2 separate regions of the Zea mays genome follow, and region 2 is linked to region 1. A link is a contact called in public Hi-C data. All regions are on one chromosome and are shown on one strand. Each heading gives the region's core, a stretch centred on a gene start, on an enhancer-like site or on the middle of the called end of the contact. The rest is flanking DNA. Distances are from core to core; before and after follow the strand shown.

Region 1 (4,475 bases), core at 958-3,457:
CCCCCTATCCCCAAACAGTGACCTAATCACAAAACAATAACAGAAAGGAGACAGTAGATTGGCAGGGACAGAGGTACTGTTCACCTGACCTTAGTGGCGACCCCAAGATCCTCCGATGTTGTTGTCTTGTCCCGATCTCTCCTAGCCTCATCCATGTCCAGCGTCATCGACTTCCTCGATCTAGAGCTCCCCCATGTCTAGCTCGTGCAAGACATGAAGAACTAAATAATGATAAATCTCACTCTCGCAAGGAACTATAAGAAAGGGGCGAGAGGTAAGGGGTGGGTTCGACTTGAAGAAGATGCAGTCTAGCTTCGACATTTCACCACTGCCGTAGGCTGTGCGGCTCAGATGCGGGTTGTGGGGAGGCTCGAGAAAGGCGCGATGGAGGGGAGCAGAGGAGCAAGATGTCACACTTCTTGGCAGTCGTCGTAGAGTGCGCACTGGACCGAGATCGCGTGGGTGGATGATCCTTATGGGGTCACACGCCTCCACAACCGCCGTGCGCCGAGGCCGACCATGCTGCGCTACGCGTTCCCAGGCTGCCTGCGCCGAGGCCCCAGAGCTACGTCCACCGGATCTAGATCCTGCGGGAGCGAGTGGCGCGGTAGTGATGACGACGTCGGGGGAGGGGCGGTGGAGGCAGGGGGAGGAGGTGAGGCGGAGATAGGTCACGTCGGTGATGGAGGGTGATCCCGCATGGGGAGGGAACACACGGAGGTGGGGCGGTTGCGCACGGGGAGTGTGGGCGGGACGGTTGCGCATGGGGAGGCCGACGCACGGAGTGAACGCGGGGGTAGCTCGCGTGGGGGATGTGGGGAGGCAGCGGCTGCAGACGGACGAGCGAGAGCTACCTGCTCCCACTGGCAAGAGGACGCGAGATGGACGGATGATACACGAAAATGGAGGCGTGGGCAAAACGAACGGTGCAGATTGAGAGTAGGCAGAACCAGATAGAGGTATGCTACCCTTACAACCTTAATAAGTAGTAGAGAATAGGGTGATTCTGAGTGATTCTCTACTGGAAATGAATCTATTTGCCGAAAATCGTTTGGCAAATAGGCTGTGAAGTGATTTCTGAGGGGTTAAAGAGTGGGGAGTAGGTTAAGAGTGGTGGGAAGCAGATTTTTTGGCTCCTACTTTCTAATATAAAATGGAGACTAGATTTACTTGTAGTTCAGTTTTTTATCGTTTAGCTAGGAGTCATTCTCGTAACGAATGGAGTTGTAGGAGCTCTATCAAACGTTCACTTGTAATTGGTTTAATTTTTTTCTTTAAGTAACCGACTCGTATTATTCGAAAACTTTACTGCTGTTATTAATTTTTACTTTGTAATCATTTTGTATATAATATATAAGGCCCTGTTTGAAACTCACGAGATAAACTTTAGCAGTTTTTAGCTACTTTTAGCTATTTGATGATCTAAACAAGAGAGCTAACTGTGGTGCGATAAAATTTAGTATATATTATCTCATAAAATGTTCAAGGAGTGCTAAAAGGAGTTAAACGTGGGCCATGGAACCTCATTTTCCACCCATACCCTCCAACCCTATTCTCTCTCTCTCCGCATTAGGGGTATGGATGTCTTTTTATTCCAATGTGCTAAACTTTATTAGAGTAGTCTAAACACTAAAAAAGCTAAACTTTAGCACTTTAATTTATATTGCTAAAGTTTAGCAAAAGCTAAAGTTTATCCCGTGAGATTGAAACAGGGCGTAAGTATGATTTTGAATTTCCTATATTTCTAAAAAAGGTTGAATAAGATGAGTAGGTTAAATTTAATAAAAATTAAATAAATTATAAATCATGACAGAGAGAATATTATATTACATATAGATATATTGATGATTCGATAGGATAAAAATTTGTCAGTTTGCCGTTCGTGGTAGAGCAGGGCAGCCTACAGAATCCATGCGTGGTCCTACTGGAACCCGTGTCGATCGATGCGAAGGTGGGAGCGCTTTTTTCTAGACGGTATGGCGTCAGCGCACTCATTGCGTCTGGAAGAGGCACGGTGACGCTGAGTCACATACTCACATGTCGTCGATGCGCGCGCGCCGCGCGTATGCGGTGACGAGCGTCCAAGAAAGAGAAAGAGACCAATGCGGCAGCTTGAAAGCGAGACGTGTCGGTCGGTACGCCGTACGTGTGACGTGCGTTGCGGCAGCGCACTTATATTAGCCTGGTCAGTACACCCACCGTAGCCTCACACTTCGCTGGGGAGACGAAGCTGCTAGCCGATCAGGGGAGAATTCTTTTGTAATGGAGCTGCTGCGACCACGCGGCGATGGTTGTTGCCCGCGCGTGCTCTCGGTTTCTCTGCTGCTCCTCGCCGCCCTGCTGTGGAAGCACGTCTCTGCGGCGGCGATTACCAGGGGTGATTTCCCGGAGGGGTTCGTCTTCGGCGCCGGCGCATCGGCTTACCAGGTAGGATAGGAGCAGTGTGGGCTACGGGCAGTGAGTGGCGCGCGAGGCAGAGAGGCAGGTAGGTGGTGTTGAGATGAATCGTCTGGTTTGTGCAGATCGAAGGCGCATGGGCAGAGGACGGGAAGAAGCCCAGCATCTGGGACACATACACGCACAGTGGTCAGCGAGCGAGCTAGTAGCTCCTCCCATTTCTCTCGCTCAGCTCCATATGGTTTGGAAATCCAAGTCCTGTATCGTCTGGTTTTTGTGCTTGCGTTGTGTAGGATATTCGATTGACCGTGATACTGGAGATGTGGCTGCGGACCAGTATCACCATTACAAGGCATGGCCAGCATTTCCTTTTAAGTTCGATTATATATACTGATTGCTTACGAATCCGTAGTCAGTCATGTGCTAGCTGGACTGACGATTTTCAGGAAGATGTGAAGCTAATGCATGACATGGGCTTGGACGCGTACAGGTTCTCGATTGCCTGGTCAAGGCTTATTCCAGGTGCTAGCTAGTAGAGTCCTAGACACAGAGGAGAGGATCTTTTTTTCCCTCTGTTTATCAGTGTACTTAGCCATCCTATCGTATTGTTTTCGCATGTCTGATGATATGCCACGTGTTTGTAGATGGGCGTGGAGCTGTGAACCCAAAGGGGTTGGAGTACTACAACAGCCTCATAGATGAGCTCCTCAGATATGGTCGTCATTTGGTACTTCATTAATTGCAACGTTAATTAACGGCGCCTGATTCCGAATGGTTTTATTTCCGCGCGTGTAATTAACGTGTGGCAGGAATACAGCCGCACGTGACCATCTATCACTTCGACCTTCCCCAGGCTCTCCAGGATGAATACAACGGCCTGCTCAGTCCGAGAATCATGTATGTAGTGTAGTGTACACACACATGCATGTGCAGATGGCCATGGCATGAATGGATCCCCCTGACCGCCGTGCGTACCGTACGCAGCGATGATTTTACCGCTTACGCAGACGTGTGCTTCCGGAGCTTCGGCGACAGGGTGAAGCACTGGATCACGGTGAACGAGCCCAACATCGAGCCCATCGGCGGCTACGACCAAGGCTACCTCCCGCCGCGCCGCTGCTCCTACCCGTTTGGACTGGGCGTCACCTGCACCCACGGCAACTCCACGACGGAGCCGTACGCCGTCGCCCACCACCTCCTGCTCGCGCATGCGTCGGCTGTGTCCCTCTACAGACGCAAGTACCAGGTCGGTCGGTCGGTCGATCGATCGATCGATATCCATGCACTGCAACTGCATTACATCAACTGTGTACTAGCAGGGCGAGCAAGGAGGACGGATTGGACTGACGTTGCTGGCCTGGTGGTATGAGCCAGCGACGCAGAAGCCCGAGGATGTAGAAGCAGCTGCCAGAGCAAATGACTTCTCGCTTGGATGGTTCATGCATCCCCTGGTGTACGGCGACTATCCGCCCGTGATGAAGAGGAACGTGGGGGCAAGGCTGCCGTCGCTGACGGCCCGAGACTCGGCCATGGTGCGCGGCTCGCTCGATTTCGTTGGGATCAACCAGTACGGCGCGATCCTGGTCGAAGCAGACCTGGGCCAGCTCGATCGGGACCTCAGAGACTACTACGGCGACATGGCTACCAACTTCGTCACGGGTAATTAGTTAACTAGCTACTCAAGCGTTTTTTCCTCCTCCATTCTTGTTGTAACCACAGCTACTGCTACCATTTTCTGCAGTACCGTTTGAGAGCACAGTAACGAGGAACCAGCAGGTGAGTCCACATGACAAAACCCCACTAGCTAGCTAGCTAGAACTCCTCTGCCCAGACGAACAATCTCTTGTGGTGCACGTGCAAGGTGCCTCGACTTGGGCTGCGGAACCATGAGGCGCCGTGGGCTCTGAGCAAATTGCTGGAACACCTGCAGACGCACTACGGGAACCCTCCGGTGATGATCCACGAGAACGGTGAGGCCGGCCAAGCGCGCGCGCTCTCTCTCTCTCGTTTCAGCTGCCGCGCACATGCACGGTTCCTTTCATCCCCTGAGCTGATGGTTCCACCACCACCACCACCAC
Region 2 (4,475 bases), core at 928-3,427, 300 kb after region 1:
AGCTTTGCTTTCGGTATTGTAATAATTATTGTAAAAGACTATGTTCCATCTAATGAAATAAATGTGGTTACTAGCCTCCTAGGACTAGTAATTGTATCATATTTGGGTCCCAAAGGATTGGGTCGCTTCATTTATTCCCTAGCCCGCTCCCATGATGAGCTGTCGGTGCACCATCTGGTTGCCATCCATCGTGACCCCCTTCACATCCACCCAATGGTCACACATCGCTAAGATGGTGTCCTCCAACCACTGGACCAACTAGTGCTCATAGCTGCTACCACTATGGTTCTCTCGCTTGTCCCCCTAGCACCAATATAATCACTGGCAAGTGGATCTTCCATCATAAGCTCAAGGACGATGGTCTCTGGATCGCTACAAGGCTCGTTGGGTCCTTAGGGGCTACACTTAGCGCCCTAGAGTGGACTATAATGAGACCTTTAGTCATGTTGTCAAGCTCGCAACCGTTTGGACCGTCCTCTCCCATGCCCTCTCTCTAGACTAGGCGGTCCAACAGCTGGATGCCAAGAGTGCCTTCCTTCATGGCACTCTAACTAAGATTGTACTGCAACCAACCTGTCGGCTTCATCGACTCCACTCGCCTGAGTATTGTGTGTAAGCTTAACCACTTTTTGTATGGCCTCAAATAGGTGTCATGGCCCTGGTACAGTCGCTTCGCCTCCTACTTGATCTCCCTCGGCTTCATCGAGGCCAAGTTAGACACGTCCCTATTCATCCTGTGGTGCGACGGCGGTACCGTCTACCTCCTTCTCCATGTCGACGACATCATGCTCAAAACATCCAGTGCCACCCTCTAGCGCACGATCGTCGTGTTGTAGTGTGAGTTCACGATAAAGGACCTCGGCCCTCTCCACCATTTCCATGGGGATCACCATGGAGCGCCGCCCCATGGCCTCTTCCTTCACCAGTGCTAGTACACCATCGACATTTTGGAGCGAGCCGTCATATCTGACTGTAAGGCTTGCTTCACGCCTGTTGACACTCAGACGAAGGTCTCCAAAGACCACGATGCCCCAAACGGCTAAGTGATAGCCTATCGGGGCCTCATTGGGGCTTTACTGTACCTCATCTTCACTCGGCCTGATATTGCCTACGTAGTCCAACAGGTGTACCTTCACTTCCATACCCTATGGGAGCCCCACCTCGCCATTGCCAAGCTGATTCTTCGCTACTTCCGTGGCACTCTCGACTACGACCTTCTTCGGGCCTCTCTGACTCTGAGCTAGTCGTCTATACCGATGCTGATTGAGTCGGCTGCCCCGACACGCATCGGTCCACCTTTGGTTACGCTGTGTTTCTGGGAGCCAACCCCATATCCTGGTCCTCAAAGCGGTAGCTTGTCATCTCTCACTCCAGCACTGAGACCGAGTATCGCGTTGTGGCCAACGGTGTGGCCGAGGCGTCTCGTCAGCTGCTCTAGGAGCTCCATAGCACCCTAGCACGCCACACTCGTCTATTGTGACATGGTCAACACGGTCTACCTCTCCACCACTTCCATACAACACCAGCGCACGAAGCACGTAGAGATCAACATCCACTTCATCCGCGAGTGTGTCACCGTCGGCGATGTACATGTCCTCCATACCAATCACTTCACAGCTTGACGACATCTTGACCAAGGGGCTCTCCTCTATGACGTCCTCAGAATTTCAGTCCTGTTTCAACATCTATAATGCCTAAAGTTATGACATTTGTAATGACTAGAGTTGCAACTACGGAAGTATTCGACATGTGTGTTATATAATGGGTTTAGGCCCAACCCATATACTATCTCATCTATTAATATAGCAGCCCAGGTTTGCAATCTCAAACTCTAATAGTTACGTTCAATTAAGAAGCATAGTGTATCTCATCTATTAATATAGCAGCCTGGGTTTGCAATCTCAGACTCTAATAGTTACATTCAATTAAAAAGCATAGTGATGCACTGACGCAGCACTATAAGGCCATGTTCAGTTATACCAAACCAGGCCTGGTTTAATCTGGATTGGGATCCAATCCAGCCCACAATCCAAGCCCGGAAAAAAAATCCAGGATGATTTATTTTTCCCTTCGGTTAAGCCCAGTATGGTTTGTAGCCCAGAAGCTTGGATTGTTTTTTACTCTTGTACTCCTAGATTATAACCCTAGCTCGTTTGTTCTGGAACAAATCCACGTGCCGCCTCACGCGGCTGAGCACGCCGCCCCCGCCGCCTCGTCCCTGTCTCGCCGTCGCCGCCTCGTTCCCGTCCTGCCATCATCGTCTCGTCCCTGCTTCTCGATCGTACGCCGTGAGCAATAGGAGTTCCGTCCGGCGCTGGAGCTGAGCCTGGAGGTAGGTCCTAGCTAGAGCCGTCCGTGCTGCTGGCTAGATCTAGCTAGATGTGGTTTGACTTCCCTCGCAACCATACTACCTTGTACTACCTGGAATTTTTATTTATATTTTTTGAAATGATATTATGTGTTCTGTAAGCTTTGCAGGGACGTAGATTCGAGGTAGTAATTTTATGATCGTTGTGAACATACAACTTAACTTTAGTTCAAAATTCAACTGAATTTTTATTTCTTCAGAGAAACGGTTTTATTAACCACTTGAGAATATCGTTACACTTTGGTGGCACTTGTTTCTATTGTTTTTACACATTGTCGTTTGGTGTTTATTATACTGATATCATGTGTTTATTGCATTTATTGGTTTGGATTTAAATCATGTGTTTTGTTTCTTGTAATAGTCTTTTAATTTGGTAACAGTTTGGTGTTCATTATTGTATCTATTTTCAGATTGTCCCTACTCTTGTGAGAGTCGCGAGGACAAGCTTTCCCCCTCTTGAGATCCGGTGTCTAATCCATTTTTCAAGGTGCTATGTGTACAAAATTTATAGTCTTAAAATTATATGAAGTGTGTAACTATTTTTGTTAACTTGATTTCCTTGTGTTCATTGATATTGCTTATAGTTTTACAATGGATATGAGTACTAGAGATCGCATTAGAAAGAGGAGGGATGATGATGACGATGATCTCATGCTTTTAATTATCCCTACTCTACATCTCTTGGGCTATATTGGAGATAGTGAAAAAAAGTTGCGACATACATCAACGCTAACTGGAGAGGAAAAGGTTAGGGAGCAACTTGAAGGCCACATCAAGAATTGTAGGACATCATTTAGGATGGAACCTTACATCTTTAAAGCCTTGGTCAATTATCCTAGAAGCGAAGGGTTGGTTAAAGACACTAGAATCAAGGTCGAGGAAAAGCTTGGTTTCTTTTTATATATGATTAGTCACAATGCGTCGTTTGAGGATCTCCAAGTATTCTTTGGTCACAGCAATGATACATTCCATCGTGTGATCAAACATTTCTTTGACATAGTTATCCCTGCCCTCAGCATGCGGTTCCTAAAACCTCCCTCCAATCAAGTACATGCAAAAGTTCGCGAAGATAACCGATTTTACCCTTACTTTAAGGTGATTTCTTTTAACTCTTATGTGTCAATCTTACAAGGTACTCAACCTTAAATGATCTTAGAAGATCATTTCTTTTTTACTTTTTTGCAGAATTGCCTAGGTTCAATAGATGGAATCCACGTTCCAATATCAATGTCACCTAATCAAGCTGCACCATTCAGGAATAGAAAAGGGACACTTAGTCAAAATGTGATGTTCGTTTGTGATTTTGATCTCAAAGTCACTTATTTGTCAGCTGGATGGGAAGGATCAGCAACAGATTCAATGGTTCTCAGATCTGTAATGACCAATTCTATAGGAAAGTTTGAAGTACCTTCCGGAAAGTTCTACCTAGTAGATGGTGGTTATGCTAATACAGCTTCCTTTCTTGCGCCTTATCGTCGGGTTAGGTACCACTTGAAAGAGTTTGGTCGTGGCCACCGAAGACCTCAAAATAATGAGTTATATAATCATCGACATGCCATTTTAAGAAGTCATGTAGAGAGGGCTTTGGGTGTCATAAAGAAGAGATTTCCAATCCTCAAAGTTGCTACCTTTCACAAAATAGAAAAACCAAGCCAAAATACCTTTAGCTATTGCAGTCTTTCATAACTTGATTTGGTCACTAAATGGTGATGAGAGGTGGCTAGAGAATGATCAAGGAAATATCAATCCACAAACTTTTGTCAACCTACCTGATGGAGACCAAGGAAATTTAGAAGGGAATAACTTAAGAGATATAATAGCATATCATATGTGGTCCGACTACCAACAGAGCATAAATTAGTGAATACTTCTATGCTGAATAAATGTGTTATTTTTATGTTGTAGATAAGATGTTTAGAGGTTCTCCTAAGATAGTAGCTTTACCTAAAGCTGCTCAAAAGAAGGCTTCTCCTAAAGCTGCAAAATCAAAGAAATGTGGCGGTAATAATGTCAAATTTATTTGATAAAAGCTTTTACATGATTTGTTCATGGTTGACATTTATATGATTAGATGTGCCTTAATTTTTAATTTTAGGTGGTGTTGAGA

Evidence for each region. Hi-C and Micro-C count contacts between places; a contact is called where the count stands out from the background.
Region 2: a Hi-C map of ear shows a contact between it and region 1, with 6 times the contacts expected there. The contact joins the promoter of LOC103638457 here to the promoter of LOC100501315 in region 1. A contact is called at or near these places in 2 of 25 Hi-C or Micro-C datasets (ear and leaf).

The regions. Positions count from the first base shown.
Region 1 is chr9:74,123,114-74,127,588 of Zm-B73-REFERENCE-NAM-5.0, forward strand. LOC100501315 reads left to right here and starts at 2,208. Exons shown (of 11, transcript NM_001196066.1): 1 at 2,208-2,427; 2 at 2,523-2,586; 3 at 2,691-2,749; 4 at 2,844-2,919; 5 at 3,042-3,124; 6 at 3,215-3,294; 7 at 3,382-3,643; 8 at 3,717-4,056; 9 at 4,139-4,173; 10 at 4,259-4,367. The coding sequence starts at 2,263.
Region 2 is chr9:74,423,803-74,428,277 of Zm-B73-REFERENCE-NAM-5.0, forward strand. It overlaps LOC103638457, which reads left to right and starts at 2,178. Exons shown (of 6, transcript NM_001369853.1): 1 at 2,178-2,332; 2 at 2,779-2,855; 3 at 4,274-4,369; 4 at 4,464-4,475. The coding sequence starts at 4,279.